Regions from separate parts of the Hordeum vulgare genome. Here region 2 is linked to region 1. The links are chromatin contacts, called in public Hi-C maps. All regions are on one chromosome and are shown on one strand. Each heading gives the region's core, a stretch centred on a gene start, on an enhancer-like site or on the middle of the called end of the contact. The rest is flanking DNA. Distances are from core to core; before and after follow the strand shown.

Region 1 (3,637 bases), core at 309-2,808:
ATAAAAAAATGTGTCACATGTGCTCAATAACTGTACCCCGAGAAAACAAAGAAACTAAAGTAACAAAAACAAAGAAAACCAAAAAAAAGCTCATAGATAAAAAAGAATCAAAGGAAAAGTGAGCAAGCGAACCCTAGAGCTACCACTACAAGCTGAGACGAAGCAAAGCTAACTAGGCGCGTAGCGGTCAACCACGCCAAAATGGGCCGGCACGATGCTGTTGTTCGTAGCTGATTCTTATTAGGAATCGATTACTGACGATACATAGCCATGGCATCAACAAAAGCTCAAATAGAAAATTCTGCTTGAGCTGCAATTGTACTCCTCAATTCTATTTGGCGCCTTTTGCACGAGTTATATCATGCATTTTGTTAATGGGTGCTAAAGGCGTTCAAGCCTGGCCCAGGCCATCTAAGGGGTGCAACTGGAGAGAGCTTTTTTGGGCTAATCCTATTTGGCGCTGCAGGCGTCGGTTAAAGTGCATTTATCTTAACCGGCGCCTGCAGCGTCAGTCATGGGCCGGCCCAATGGAAGGGCGGGTTTCCCGGTTTTTGAATTTAGTTTTTTTAAGACTTGTTTTTCTTTGATTTTTCTTTTTTTTTCTTGTTACTTTTATTTACTCTTTTTATTACTTTTTTCATTTCAATTTTATATTATATATATTTTTTGTTTTAAAAAAAAAGAGCAACCTTGTTTTCTTTCCAAATTCATGATTTAGTTTTCAAAATTCATGAACGTTTTTGAATATTGGTGACTTTTCTCAATTTTTGATGATTTGTTTTTTGAAATTTGATGAACTTTTTTTTTCAAACGCATGAACTTTTCTAAAAAATGATGAACTTTTTAAGGTTTGTGAACTTTTTTTCCAGTTCAACGAACTTTTTTTAAAACATTTTTCAAATTCATGAACTAATTTTTAAAATCCATGAATTTTTTAGAAATTTGTGAAGTTTTTTTAGATCAGAGTGAAATTTTTTAAATTCATGAACTTACATTTCAAAATTTATGAACCATTTTCGCTTTTATGAACCTTTTGTGTTCAACCGTGACCATAGAACGAGGGAAAATTGGAGCTGCTCCATCGAGCGTAAACCTCCATAATGGGCCGATCTAGAAGGGGTGCGCCTAAGCGCCGGTTCCCTTTTGTGGCGCTTAGCCAACAAGGACCAAAATCATGAATTAAAAAAATACTCTTTTTAAATGTCAATTTCACCATTTTATATTGTGACAGCTGAAGTATTGCATGTATGTCATTTGTCGTAACCTAAGAGTTTTTATTTTTTTATAGATCTGTATTTTTAAAATGTTTATTTTTTAAACCGTGCATTTAAATCTTCAAAATCACTAATTCAAGAGTATTTTTTTCAAAGATCTCTTTCACCTTCTCAGATTGTGAAAAATGACGCATTATATGTGTCATTTTGAAAAGACGGTTTAAAAAATAAAATATTTAAACTAGCTTATGGTTACCTGAGGATGTGAGAGTGATAAAGAAGTAGTCTTCAATTAATGATTTCGAGAAGAAGCTATAACTTTAGCCTGGCGGCCGGATACAACTGGGGCAGCCCATGTGGACCAGCTTATTTGCAGTCAGGGCCCAACCTTCTCGTTTCCATCTTTTCCTCCTTTCTGTTCCAGTGAATTCACTCGCACAAACCTGAAATCGAACCTGAAATCAAACCAAGATCGAGCGGAAGCACGGCACCACGCCATGGAGGCGCTGCTGGAGCTAGAAAAGGTGCAGAGGGTGCTCTCGCTCATGGGCTCCCGTGGCCTCTCCGATTCCAACGGCAGCGGCGGCGGGGACCGCTTCCTCGCCCACTTCCTCCTCTTCCTGGTATGGTTATTAGCCTAGCCACCTCGCCCCCTTCTCTTCCGCCGTGTTCACGAATCCAATCACCTCAGATCCGTAAGTTACGTGTGCGCTTGCTTGACTAGCAGTTTCGGGTGAACTAAAGGTCTTGTCCGATATGTTAGCAATTTTCCGATTAATTTAATCCATAAGTAAATTATGAAGACAGTGCTAACAATATTAATCTCATATTGTAATAAGCTAATCATGCGAGTGCGGACCAGGCATGGAATAGGCATATCTATCAACATACTATTTAAGTAGTAAAAGCGGGATGAACAAACCATACCTCCTTATAAAACTTAATGACTGGTATTACTTAGCAATTAATTAAAAAAAAAGCTTTGGTCCCGCTTTATATATAAAGCAATGACCATCAACAACCCGAAACAAACGCATGCCATCACAATACACGCACACACCCAAGGCAGGATACATAGACGCTGAACGCAACAATACCATCCCTAACACTACGGGAGTAACTGGGGGTTTCAACCGTGAACACGTCAGCGTGAAGAGATGAAGCCGCATACGGCGAACCATGGGCTCCATGACTGCGCCTTCAGGAAGGTTTCGACATCGGAACGCCGCCACCGCCCGATCCTAGAATCAGAGTTTCCCCTGTAGTAACACGAGGGCAATGAGAGCCGCGACGACGCCTTTAAGAAGGGAACGATCTTCGCCGCCACCGGTCCGATCGAAGATAGAACAAGTTTTCACCCTGACAACCACTCACCGCCACCGAACGCCACACCCTGGCTACCACGCCGCCCACACGACCATGGTCTCCAGGCAGCACCAAGCCACAATCTCTGCCCATGAGCACCGCGCTACCACCACCCCGACATCCAATACCTTGACACCACCTCACTTGAGACCTGCCGCTGCCCCAATCAAAGAGACGAGCGGAAAGGCCGCGCCTTTCGCACCCCTGGGCGGCACCCAGCACCGAGACCCAACTGGCGACCCGTCCTGTAGCCCCTGGCGCGAGACGAGCTCGGTCCTACAGCCGGACGCGAGACAAGCTCGATCCTGCAGCCAGGCGCGAGACGAGCTCAGTCCTGTTATACCGGACGCGAGACGAGCGATGAACTGCAACTGGGAAAGGTCCAACCCTTCAATGAGGGTAGTGCCCGGATGACGAGGAGAGGTGTCGAAGGCTGTCCCAGGCCGCCTACGGACAAGCCGACGTCGGAACACGTCAGCCGCCGCCGCAGTCGACCTGCCAAGCTGCCGTGGAGCCATCCATGACCGGAGCAGCAGCCACACCGGGCCACTACCCAACCTGCACCGTCCGGCAAGCTCCAAGCGTCGGAGCCGCTGGGCACGCACCCGCGTAACGAGCAACCGGAGGGGAGGAACGCAGACGACGCCCCCACACTTGGCCGATCCAGATCAGGGACGGGGAGGGCCGAACTCCCCGCCAGCACGGGCCACCGCGCCAACGGCCGAGCACAGGACACCGCCGCCCGTGCCTTCCGCTCCCTGCACCCTACCGCACCTGCCACCCCGCGCCGCTGGTCGAAAACCCAGGACAGATCCGGCCGACCCGCATCCACCCGGCGCCAAGCACCGCCGCACGAAGCCCCGTGCGCTCACCCGCACGCAGCCCTCCACGCCACCGCCACGGCCTCCAGTGCCGCCGCGCCCCGCGCAGCACCGCGTCCTGGCCGAGCCAGATTGTCCCGCGACGACCTCACCAGGCGAGGAGGAGAAGGCGAAGCCGGCCGACCAGCGCGTCGGCAAGGGAAGAGGAGGGGGAGAGTGGTCTGGGGCCGGCGGCGG
Region 2 (3,746 bases), core at 748-3,247, 970 kb after region 1:
TAAAGAATGGCAAACAAGAATGTAGCAAGCATATCACTAATCTAAGTATTCAGTAGCAGATACCTTTTTCATTTTGACATCGCTAAGAACTTTTCACTAGGACAAATATTTTACTAATATTCTGTGTTTGTGGTATCCTGATACTCCGGAACAAGATGGGTGAATGAAATAACAGATGAACAACTGGCTGCAAGTCTGTAACGATGATTTCAATCAAAAATAATAATGTTAAAATAGAGAAATCAGTGTCTCACCTGGCATATTTGAAACAAAACCACCCCTGTTTTCAATAGCGCCACGCTCGGCATTTGGATCATGGTCAATTGACATCTGTATGGCCTCGCCTCCTTTCAGAAGAACAGCCCGTGAATCCCCAACATTAGCTACCCACAACTTCCTGCCATTTATAAGGATGGCAGTTACAGCAGTGGAGCCACCTTGTCCCAGATCTGGAGTATGTGACAGAATAGCCTGGTCTGTCTTTTCATAAGCCTTTGTGATTGCTCTGTCTGGATGTGTCCAAAACTCTTCCTGAAATGACAGAATAAAAATAAGATCACCAAAAATACTAGTGAATGTGGCATTTTTGTATTGAAACAAATGCCAAAAACTTGCCTCGTTCAAAATATTAGGAAACAAATTTTTCTGTAGGTATGCAGGAACAGTGTCACCTAAATGACCATCATAAATAGCAAAAAGACCAAGCTCGTTTCCTTTCACTTCAGCAAGCTCTGCGACATGAAAATCCTCCATCGGATGGTTTGTCTTTCCTCTTACAAGGCTAAACCCGTAGCTAACCTTGACTTGGCCCTGACAGCCTTTCCCTTTACCAGAGGAGGCCGATGCATGCCCTGTCAGCTATATTGAAACAGAGCAGTCAGCAAGAGTAATAAATTAACCAATATAGCTTCTAACCAATGCATTTGACGAGCTTCTAACAATTTTTAGTTTAAAAAGCTCGAGTATGTACCAATTTACTTCTGGCTGGGATTACTATAAAAAGTATATTAGAGCAGGTGTAGTTCTTCTTTCTCCTTTTTGAAAGGAAACACAGAGCAGGTATAGTCCAGTCAACAACTAACGAAAATCATGTCATCAGAAGATGAGGGCTAGTTTCAGAAGACAAAAAGGATGAGGGCTGGTGTACTTTTGTGTCCAGTAAGTCAACTTTAGTCAATTAAAACATTATTACCACGAAGCATATGTCACCGGCAGTGAAATTTGTACCATATCATTATCAAAGGCAGTGCAATTCATGAAGAAAGTACAGCTTTGCTCACTAGGAACCATGTGCTGTAAATATCATCGTAATTCTTAAGAGTACCTAATTTGCCGAACTGTTACATGATATTCCGTACAGATAACCTCACAGTAAAAATAGAAAATCTATACAGAAAAAAATGATGCAATTAGCAAAGAAAATACCGGGACAAGGAAAACAAAGCTTACCTCGGAGCAGCCAGCGCCGAAGCAGCAAAACCTCGCCATATTCTCTCGTGAACTCCCTACCAGCTCCCACCCGTGAGCTAGAACAAGATAGAGCAGCCGAAGGGCGAAGAATAATAGGAAGCCCCCGCCGCCAGCGAGACCCGTCTCGGGACACCACGCGGCCCGGCTTCGGTTGCAACGGCCTCCCAAAACCGCGCCTCTTTCATGGAACTCTGCACCCTGACGGCAAGCAAAAAAAAGGATAGCCAGAGAATTCGATCACCTCAGATCCGGTAGCGTGGACACAAGCAGAATTAAACAAGGGCCACAGAAAAGAAGAAAAGAAAATCATGATTTTTTCTCCGGCGAAGCGGGTCGGTCGACTCACCGATCGATCCAGCGGTGGACGAGCTCGGAGATTCCCAGGGGGCGGAGGTGGAGGAGAGCTCGAGGCCTTGAGCGATGGAAGCGAAGGAGCTGAGCTGAGATGAGCCGCTCTCTCTCTCTCTCTCTCAGGGTCGGGGGGAGCTCCGGGTTTGGGTATTTTTTCTTCCGTCAGGTTTGCGCGTGGGGACGAGGAAGTCTATGCCTTTCCGGGGGTCAACACTCGGCAGGGTACAGACGGCGGGCCCACGCTGACATAGACCTGGTTCATACACCAGATCAATCGTACCGCCCGTGGCCGCACTCCGCAAGCTGAATCGACGGTGGGGATGCTTCCATCTGAAGACCAGGTGTGTGCGAACGGGCTTGCGTCGTGGGGACGACAGGGGAGCAGAAACGGTCGTAATTGACGGGTCCAAGCGAGAAAAATCCAGCTCCACACGCCGACGTGTGGGCCTGGATGCGTGGGGCCTGCTCGTCATGTGCTGCTGTTCCGTGGAGGTAGGGCACAGGCGCGGGAATTAAAGACTTGGGCGGAGGGAGCGGGGCGCGCCGGTTTGACTTGCCTGTCCAGGGGCAGAGACGAGACAAAACAAGCGCTTGGGTTTCTCAGGGAACAGGGTCTATGGACCGGTGGCGGACGGGTGCGCGGCGTTGGGGCTTGGGTCCTGTGGACCATGTTCTGCTCGGCGCTGCGGGAAATTTAATTCGGCGGCAGGCAGACGCAGGCGACGACTGGGAAGTTAGACCGAGAGAATAATGAGGTGGACAATTAATTGGCCCTGTTTGAATGGTTAAAGTTAGAGTGGGTTAGATTTAAGCCATTTAAGAGTATCTCCAACAGTCTGTATGTTCAATCGTTGGTATAAATGTCCATGTCAGCAACCAACAGCACATCATACACGCTCTTCAATGAAGTGTATGTTAACAGTATGTAAAATAACTAAGCGGGTCCACTAAATGTTGAAGAAATGACCATGCTTACCTCGGAGCTTGTGCCTCAACCGTTGCTTCAAGTTCATACGATTTCATTCTCTCTCTTCTTTTATTATGTGCCATGTCATTAAAATCGTCTATGTGACAATTTTACCAACAATGATCATACGACTATTGAAGATGCCCTAACCCTCAAAGATCCAAACAGATGAGTTAGAGTTGGTTAGATGCATCTAACCCATTCAAAAACTCTAACCCACCCAAGAGGTGCTTTTTTGGGTTAGAGTATGTGGGGTCCAGGGAAAGAGAGAGGTCCAAAGTATTCAAATGATTAAAAAAGAGCATTTATTGTCCATCTAACCCTCCCATCCAAACACCTTTAGAGCTCTAACTCTAACCAGGTTAGAGTATCCAAACAGGACCGTTGATTGCTTGCGCTTCAGTCCGTTGCTCCCTATATTTCTTTTTTTTTAGGGTCGTTGCACGCCATACCGTGTGTGGAAAAAACTAGTCGTTTCTTCAAAATTAAAATAAAGGAACTCGGCGAGCTTTTACGCAATTCATAGGTTTTATGCACGGCTTTTGCTCCTCCCAGCAAAAAAAATAAAGGAGGAGAGGTTCTGAACCGCGATGCTTTGCCGGTAAGTAGAAAATATGCCTAAATTAGTTTTGTTCAAAGGGGAGTCCTCTAGGTGTTGTTTAAAAGAGTTTAGGAAAGCACTGTGAATGCTCCCTCCATCCACGGAAGTACTCTAGTAGTACTTTAGGTGAGAAGAAGCCGGCATATTGCTAGTACGATTCTCACTCATCGTACGAGTAAGGTTGGCGCGTTGTTGTCAGCGGAACTCAAATCGGTATTCGCCTGGGTTTCTTTTGAGTAAACATATTTATATGCTCCATTACATTACATGGTGGCATCGCATGGCATGAGGTTCTTTGCCGAATTTACGAGAGGACCAGATAAAAAGAAGCCAAGGAAAAGCAGAGTCCACTTCCAT

The links. A called contact is a pair of places that touch in the nucleus more often than the background predicts.
Region 2: a Hi-C map of seedling shows a contact between it and region 1, with 8 times the contacts expected there. The contact joins the promoter of LOC123426878 here to the promoter of LOC123426875 in region 1. A contact is called at or near these places in 1 of 6 Hi-C or Micro-C datasets (seedling) and 1 of 1 datasets of contacts at active chromatin or transcription factors (embryo).

What each region holds. Positions count from the first base shown.
Region 1 is chr2H:504,835,921-504,839,557 of MorexV3_pseudomolecules_assembly, forward strand. LOC123426875 reads left to right here and starts at 1,559. Exons shown (of 14, transcript XM_045110775.1): 1 at 1,559-1,837. The coding sequence starts at 1,712.
Region 2 is chr2H:505,802,568-505,806,313 of MorexV3_pseudomolecules_assembly, forward strand. LOC123426878 (probable protein phosphatase 2C 41) reads right to left here and starts at 1,998. Exons shown (of 6, transcript XM_045110780.1): 1 at 1,817-1,998; 2 at 1,450-1,668; 3 at 616-858; 4 at 255-531. The coding sequence starts at 1,488.